Linked DNA regions of Zea mays: region 2 is linked to region 1. A link is a contact called in public Hi-C data. All regions are on one chromosome and are shown on one strand. The core of a region is the stretch at or near the end of the contact, and the rest is flanking DNA. Distances in the headings are between cores, read along the strand shown.

What was found. Hi-C and Micro-C count contacts between places; a contact is called where the count stands out from the background.
Region 2: a Hi-C map of endosperm shows a contact between it and region 1, with 4 times the contacts expected there. The contact joins the promoter of LOC100275460 here to the promoter of LOC100274157 in region 1. A contact is called at or near these places in 6 of 25 Hi-C or Micro-C datasets (bundle sheath, ear, endosperm and 2 more).

The regions. Positions count from the first base shown.
Region 1 is chr1:222,413,470-222,417,795 of Zm-B73-REFERENCE-NAM-5.0, reverse strand. LOC100274157 (Transducin/WD40 repeat-like superfamily protein) reads right to left here and starts at 1,648. Exons shown (of 10, transcript NM_001148535.2): 1 at 1,473-1,648; 2 at 1,165-1,350; 3 at 873-1,040. The coding sequence starts at 1,305. It overlaps LOC103643318 (protein ALP1-like), which reads left to right and starts at 2,312. Exons shown (of 2, transcript XM_008666471.4): 1 at 2,312-2,584; 2 at 2,663-3,928. The coding sequence starts at 2,337. The coding sequence ends at 3,704.
Region 2 is chr1:222,673,047-222,677,712 of Zm-B73-REFERENCE-NAM-5.0, reverse strand. It overlaps LOC100275460, which reads right to left and starts at 1,948. Exons shown (of 8, transcript XM_035964242.1): 1 at 1,172-1,948; 2 at 940-1,080; 3 at 786-857; 4 at 606-698; 5 at 453-512; 6 at 268-369; 7 at 1-175. The coding sequence starts at 1,429.

The DNA.
Region 1 (4,326 bases), core at 399-2,898:
ATGTAATTAGTATTAGGAGTCAATGTAGGTCGCACATTCACTCTTGTACCACAACTATCATATGAATAAGTTAGAAGTAATGATTGGGCCAGAATTCTAAAACAAAGCTGCCATGTTTATGGTTATATTGACAGAGTACCAAATATCCAAACGAATAAACATTGGTGTCAGGGTAACTGCAAAATATAGATAACAAAGTCACGACTGGAATTTAGTTGCAGCCAATTTCTGTGGAAATCACTCAAATGTGATTTTATTAACGCACTAGAAATTCACTGTCATCTGAACCTACCAAACTATCCAAATTAATGATTCTGTTTCACCCAAGAAATTTATAGGCAGAAAAGGATTCAGAAACATAGATTTAAGAATCCAGAACCCTATTAAAAAAAGAGGCCTTCAATGCCACGTCTATCTCATTCCACATACATAAATAAACAATATAATGTAGTGTTAAATGCCATGTTGGGAAGGGAATACGTCAACAAAATATACCACTAAAATGTTGAGGCAATTAAATATCTAGGTTAGATATGTCGAACAAATTTGTTTACATAAGACATTTGATTATCATAGCTTGGCTTGTGATTCACATGAAAAGGCAACACAAGTGCGATTCAGGACCATTATCAAAAAAATACAATTCAGAAAAATATCAATATTCCTAAAGTTTTCAATGTTTCGCATGTAAAAACCAAGCATGATGCCATACACAGTATATATATCCACGACTGTACCTTACCACAGACTCATGACTATGTGGAAGCAACCTAGGAGTATTGGGCATAAGTGAGTTGAACATTCTACTGTTAAAAATAGAATTTGAGTGGACATCGATTGGGGGAAATATGAAATGACCAAGTGTTGAGTACCTGCAAAGCATCCTCCCGTGCGTAACTTAGATTCTGGTAATTTCTGTAGTTCTTCATCTTCATCTCCCGGTACTTATCCCTCCCGAAGAGCATCTTCTCCCACGGGATCCCCTGAATGTCCTTCCCTGCAGCAACGTCCGCTGCAGACACGTCGGGCAGCATGTTCTCCTGCAAGACAATCAATAACACATTCCTCAGGAAAAAAACGAGGAGAGGGGATCAAAATTTCATCCCCGACAAAACAGCGATCCCCGGATGAAACCACCACACGGAAGAAACATCGATAGCAGACCTGGTCGTAGTTAACGATGCTGGCGAAGAGCTCGTTCTGGTTGGCGTCTCCGAAGGCGTTGTTGTCCCCCGGGTCCTCCATCAGCTCCTGGATGCTCTGGAGGATGAACTCGAGGTTGTCCTCCAGCTCGAACTCGTCCATGCCCTCCTCGCCCTCACAGGCAGGCACAGAGTCCAGATCAACTCACTTCTTATGCAAAATCACCCAACCAACCACCCCAAATTTACCCGGTAGAAACGAAAAATTCAGCACGCGGGTTCGGATGAAGAGACAGGGGACGAATCTAACGCGGATTCGAGAGGCCATACCTCGATCAGAGCGGACGGATCCGGATGCGCGTGGGGAGAGCGCGCCGGGTGGAGTAGAATTGGGGAATTTCTTTTCCGGTGGTGGTGGGGCGCGCGCTGGCAAAAGCGTAGGCAGCACGGGGGGCAATGAGGCGAGCAGGCCCAGAGACGAGGCGACGCGGGGGCGGAGGCCAACCAAACCACCCTTGCGCCTGGGTGCGGAGCGCGTGTCCGGACTCCGGAGCGGGTGGATGGGAACGCACGACAGACCGGGCCTCGGGGAACAGGCGGGCCCAGCGCGCCAGCGGCTGCCTCGCGTGCGTTGGTGATGGTGAGTTGGTGATGGTGAGGGCGTACTGGATAAGACTGTCTCCAGCAGCATCCCCTAAATTTCGTCCCCTAAAGGAATATTCTCTGTCCTTTACAGAACACTCTAAAAGATTCTGTCCTCTATATATTCTCCGTCTCCAGCAGCGTCCTCTAAATTCCATCCCCTATAGCTACAGTGTTAACAGATTCACATTTTCCATTTCTTTTTCATTTTTCTTTGTTTTGTTCTCATTTGACACTATACAAATGATCCGAAAAAATTGTATTTATTAATTTTTAAAGCAATAAATTCGAAATATCAATAATAATTACATTGATTGTTTTGTTGTTGTGTAATTGTTGTGGGTAACGCGCCACATACTATAATATTGTTGCCAAAATAAGTTTTAAAATGGACAATCTTGCACCGTAAGCCAGTACTCTTCTTCGAGAAGCCATAGCCTTGCTTCCCTTGCACGACAAGCGCTTGTCTTCTATCCGAAGCGTACTTCCTCTATAAATACCAAGTGACCCTTCCATACTTCACTCAACCTTGCCTTTACAAACTCGACTACCATGAATCCCTACTTAGAAAACAATTTTCTTGTGCGCTTGATGGAAGAAATGGAAGAGGAAGAAGAAGAGTTGCAGTTGGCGAGGCACATGGTCAATAGGAGGCGACGTGCACGCAATGAGCGTCGTCATGGTGGTTCGATTCCAGGGCGTGTTAGGATTCATCGTGATCACATGAGCGGCGATGCAAGAATCCGAGCGGACTACTTTGGAGCCAACCCCGTGTACACGGATGCTCAATTTCGTAGGAGGTATTTACAATTAACACATTCTTTTTACCATGTACAAAACTCTACGACCCCTATTATGACACATGAATTCTATGGTAGGTTCCGCATGCGTCGCCATGTCTTTGAGCGCCTTGTTGATGCTGTGCAACAAGTGGATCCTTATTTTATTCAACGTCCAAATTGTGCGGGTGAGATGGGTCTTTCTGCTCTACAGAAAGTTGTTGCTGCTGTTCGAATCCTTGCTTACGGTATTCCAGCTGATGCCGTTGACGAATACGTGCGTATTGGCGAATCTACTGCTCATGAGGCATTGAAACACTTTTGCACGGCCGTCCAAACCGCGTTTGCTCCGTACTATCTTCGTGCACCAAATGCAGAAGATATCGCACGCCTTCTCCAAGTTGGCGAGTCACGTGGGTTTCCTGGTATGCTTGGTAGTGTTGATTGCATGCATTGGGAGTGGCGTAACCGCCCAAGTTCATGGAAGGGGATGTTTACAGGGCGTGGTAAACATCCTACCATGATCTTGGAAGCTGTTGCGTCGTATGACTTGTGGATATGGCATGCATATTTTGGTCTGCCAGGTAGTTGCAACGACATAAATGTTCTTCATCGTTCAAACCTTTTCGAAAGGCATCTTAGCGGTGACACACCACCCGTTTCATTCACTGTGAATGGGCACACGTACAATATGGGATATTACCTAGCAGACGGGATTTACCCAGACTGGCCCGCATTTGTGAAGACAATCCGTAACCCCTACGACGTTAGAACCCAACACTTTGCAACAATTCAAGAGTCTGCTCGAAAAGATATAGAACGAGCTTTCGGTGTACTCCAGAAGAGATGGGGTGTGGTCCGTGGACCTGCATACGGTTGGAGTCCTGAACACATTGGGGACATCATGAAAACATGCATAATATTGCACAACATGATAGTAGAAGACGAAGGTCCATTGTCTTTGAACACAACCTTTGAAAACATCGGAGTGCTGGCAGACACCACTCAAGGTTCAATGGAAGAGCGCAACGACTTCGTCAATCAAAGGTACAACCAACTGAAAGACCGCAACAAATATATTCAGCTTCAGGTTGATCTGATACACCATCACTGGGCGCGCCATGGATCCGGAGTTGCATAGGACGCAATGAAACAAGTTGTGTCATGGCTGTTCTTAAATCTACTGTCGAACTGTCTTAGTTGACTTGTCATTGTTCTACTGTCTGTGTCAGTGTCATGTCTGTTCTACTTCATGTGTCAAGTGTCTGTAATGTGTGTCTGAGTGTCCTAGTGTAGTAGTGTCATGTCTGTTCTACTTGATGCTGCTGTTTCAAATAAATAAGAACGAGTACTACTGTCATGCAACCACATGTGTGTACAAATGCTACACAAAAACTACACCAAGCTCACACTTCATGAAACCAAATAGTTGAACACATATAGTAAAACATTCAGGTACCAAACATGACAAATAGTTCAAAACAAAAACTTGAAAACAAATAGTTCAAAGACGACCTAAAAAATCTGGTACAAACCAGATTACGAACTCACGACAGCAAGCTCACAGTACCAAGTCCGAGTACGCCTCAATTCATAAACGAGAAACAAACATATTAAGTAAGGAACCTTCACTGCCCAGATGAAGTAGACCCAGTAACCCTTGCCAGAATCTCTTGTTGCTTGGCTTCATAGTACTGCCGGAGGAGAGGGTTACATTTGCTCAAATCCATGCTTAAGATCATTATCTCCTCTTCCTTGTCCTC
Region 2 (4,666 bases), core at 699-3,198, 260 kb before region 1:
GCAGCACGTCGGTGCAGTCGGCGTACCCGAGGGACTCGAGGAGGAACTCCAGGGCCTTGCCCTTGTCCCACTTGATGGTGGGGCGGACCTCGAACACCATCCTGCCCTGCGTCAGCTTCAGCTTCGGGTAGTCCTTGAGCACCGACTTCACCATATCCGCCAACGTGATCCAGCTCTGATTGAGCAAAACAAATCTCTCTCTCAGGTCTCAACACATAAAAATAATAGTAATATGAAGAGAAAAAGGAGGAGGCCCACTAAAGCTACCTTCTCATCGACGCATCTGAAGTGGACAGACACACAGAACTTGTTGTTCTCCACCTTGGCTCCAGGTATGCACTTGGTCTTTTCCACCAGAGAATCGTGCACCTGACAGCACAAACGAAATTGAGCATTGCAGACGCAGAGGAGGAGGAGGACTGGACAGCCATGGGCATGCATGGATTTTGTACCTGCTCTATCATGGGCAGGAACTGGCTGGCCGGCTGAAAGAGAACGCCGCCTCCTTTGGCCTGTGAGCCACACACATAGGACAGACAGAGCGAGATAAGTATCTTGGGGTGGCCGGAGAGGATGCAGGGACAAAGGTTGGAATGGATGGGTACCTTGGTGTGCCGGGACCCTTTGGCGGGGCCCTTGATGTCCATGCCGTGGCTGCCGGCGTAGTACAGCTCTGCCAGCTTCACGAATTCGAACACCTGCGACGACAGCAATCAGTGTTGAGCTTCATTCAGTGGCTGTGATCGACCATCGATAGTCGGTCCATGGCGCGCGCGCGCGCGTACCTTGTCGCGGCACCGCCCGCTCACGATCGCCGTCGGGAAGTGCTTGGCGACGCTCCGCACCGCCCGCCGCATCTGGCCGGGGGGGAAACAAAACGGCGTTGATCAGAGCCAGCCACAGGTGAATGGAGCAGGGAGGGGAGGGCGGGGACAGTACCGTGTCGGACATGTAGGCGGCGTCGGGGTCGTCGACGATGGGGGACAGCGTGCCGTCGTAGTCGAGGAACACGACGATCTGCTTCCCCTTGGACGCCGCTACCAGCTGGTCGAACATGGCCAGCGCCGACGGGTGTTTCACCTGCACGATCGGATTCGGATCCATCATCAGGGGGGACGCGCGACGATATCGGCACGGACAGCGATAATGCAGGGGGCGGACGCGGACGCACCATCCACGCGGCGTACCGCTCCTCTTCGACGCCCGCGGCGAGCGCGGCGGCCGCCTTGGCGTGGGTGGGCGAGGACGCGCGCATGGACTCCACCCAGCCGCCGATGCGCCCGGCGCCGGCGCCCATCTGCAGGCACTTCTTGCGCACGGCGACGCCCGGCGCGGCCCGCGGCGGCGGGTACTGGAACAGCGGCGCCGAGTTGGGCGGTACCGCCACGGCCGCTTCAGGCACCGGCACCACCATGCCCTGCTTCGTCATCGAGAGCTCTGCCTCTTGGTCAGGCAAGCCGCTACGCTACTTGATCTCGATGGAAGGAAATCCTTGGGTGGCAGGCAAGCAACAGCTAGTGGTGGCGAAGCGAGCGACTCTGTCTGTCCTCGGTGCTTGCAGCTGCAGGGCCTGGCCTGGGAGAGCAGAGCAGAGCAGAGCAGAGGTGGGAGAAGGTGCGAGGAGAACCGGAGGAGGAGGGTGTGTGTAGTGTAGAAGACGGGGAGAGGACGGCCGTTATTTATAGTTGGGGTTGGGGGGCGCCAAGCCTCCCTAGAGCACGACGCGAATCTGTAGACGTGGGGCCCGCGGCGGTGCCCGGTGCTGGGCCCCGGATCGGCGTGGGACCCGCCGCCACACCAAGGGACCGGGCCCGGCCGGCCTCTGGATCGCCGAGAGGCCCCGGGCTATGGGCTCTGGCTCCTTGGCACAACGACCACCACCAACCCGGCCTGTGCTCCAGGTCCCACCCCAGGTGGCCCGCACGAAGGAGAAGGAACATCCGTGGGCACTGTGGAGTATATTACCGCGACTGAACATATGTCGCCTTCACCGCCTGTTACGGACCTGCAGTCACGCGCTGAAGGCGATCAACCAGCCAGGGCCCAGGAGTTACCTTCCTCGGCCGCGCGCGCGCACGCTGGTTCAATTCAACGAATCGGGACGGCGGCCGGGGTGTTGCGCAGCTTAGCTTAGCTAGCGGCCGCGCGGGCCATCCGGTGGGCGACACCGCGAGCCCCGGCCCCCGGGGCGCGGACGCGTGTGCGCCGTGCCACCCCGCCCCACGCGGCCCCGCCCCTGCTCTCGTGACGACTGACGACGCCCCCTTCCCCTCCCCTCCCTCGTGGCGGCACTCCTGTGGGCGCGCGGACACGACACCCCGTGGCCGCTTCCGCTGGCACGCACGTCCGATCCCTCACTGCTGCTGGTCTGCCGCGCGCATCGCATGCTACCGATCCGCCACCCCCCCCCCCCCCCCCCCCCCCCCCTTCTTTCGCGTGTCCGCTCTCGCGTCGTGTGCCTGCCCTGCCTGCGTGATTCGATGCAGATCTCTGCAAGCCCGGCCGGCCCTTGTCTCCTAGCCTGTTTTCTTTCGTCCTCCGCGCGCAGGGGCTAGCTGCGCCGACGACCGGACCGGCCGTCCTCGTTGATTTGTTTGGTGCATGCCGCATGCGGCATCTGTGCTGCCCTGCCCGTGCCCGGCATATCGGCCCATGCATGCAGATGCAGTGCAGGCATTCAGAGCACAGACCGCGACAATGCCATCATGCATTGCATTGCTTTGCTTTGCTTTGCCTGCCTCCACGTACACCAACGGCCGGTCCCCGTGCTGCCTAGGGTGCCTCCTAGTACCTAGTAGCTACGGTTAGTAGCTAGGCTAGCAGTACATGCATGTCTTATGGTGACACTTGCAACAGCGACGGCACGACGGGCCGGGATCCTGTCCCTGTGCCGAGAGCCACGCGCTGTACGTACGTGCCACCGAAACGAGGGTGCCGACACCGCTGGTCGTCGGATCTGTCCCTGCAGCTCCTCTGTTCCTGTAGCTGGAGTAGCCTGCGACCAACTATTACCTGTCCATTCACCATTCGCACACAGGCCGTGTCGTGTCGATGCACCGGCAGCCGGGGGCTAACGACGGAATGCGCGCGGAGGGCGTACGTGCATGTGTGTGTGTATGCGACGACGTACGCCCGTGCACTGTCGCCGCCCAGTGACACGCATATAGCAGAGAGGCCGGGAGACCGGCCGACGGTCGATGAACATGGACAACGCAAACGAATGTACGGCTGCTGCTGGCAGGGATGACACGTACGTACGAAAGGCCAAGGCTTGGAGTTTGTATGCGACGGAGCGGTGCCATGCACGCACACGGTTTTGGTTGGCCAATGTGGACCATTTGTCGGCGACACGTAGCGTCCGTACATGACTTCTCCTTTTTTCCCGTATTCCTTTCGTATACGCGCTTTTTTTATTCCTAACAAGGTCGGTGTAGGACAAACAAGTACTCGTGTACCTCGGTACTTGTCTGCCCGCGACGATCACGGCACGGTACCAAATTCTTCTCCCAATATATAACTCATCTGTTGAATTTTAGATAAAAGAGTACTATATACATCCGTCATCGTTTATTTTTTTTTCAAAAACTTTAAGCACTCGTCTTATTCAAAACATTTATTTAAAAATATAAAATTTTAAGCTAAGCATAAACTAACTTAAGTGATAAAACAAATTACAAAAAATAAATAATAACTTATTGTTTTTTGAATAAGACAAGTGATGAAAGTTTTTTAAAAAGTTAACGGTATCATATATTTATGAGCAGAGGGAATACATGTGTTTACGTGCTACTATTTAATTGAGCACCTTTTCATTATAAAACCAGAACCCTACTCTATCTTTTTTACATTAAAAAGAATACATTTCAGATTAGAGAAAAAATCTTAAACTGATAACATGTAATAAACTCCAATTTCCACTCCTTGAAAGCCCTATTTTTAACACCACCACCGAAGATGATACTCTCATTTGATCAGCTTATAGCTAGGATCACGAAATCTCTATTTTAAAAACCATCGTTATTGAAGATACTCTTATTTGATCGTCGGATCCTTTCTCTACCCTAAAGATACGTTTGGTATTACTCTGTTTTATTACTGCAGTACTTTTTTAGCTTTGGATGGTGAGTCAGCTCCACTGGTCGAGCTAAAACTGTTTTTTAAGTAAAAATATCACATTATCTCGTAACCATACAGAGACCTTCTTAACTCTATAACACACATACTTCACCTAACTTTATCTGACCGAAACCTTGTCTCTCACATGGGCACGTGGATGTCTCCTGCATGGACTCTAACAAGGGTTAGAGAGGGAGAGACTGCACGTGGATGTCTCTTGCATGAATTTGTATCTTGAGTACTATATTTAATCTTTCATATCTATATTGTGTTACATTGGTTGTGTGATTTGCCTTCCTTGCTTAGTTGTAGGATAGCAGATAGGTTTGTAACTTAGGTTGAATAACTATTTACGGTAGAGATAGTAATACTTAAAAAAAACTATAGTTACACATATGATAGTTTATTTATTAAATAGATTTTGACTAGACGAAAATAGAGGTATAGTTTAGAGTGAGATTAGACTGTCTAATTCACTCTCTTTTAGGTGTCATCATTTCTTACAAAAGATAGTGCCCATCATCCTATTACTTGTACTATATGAGCACGA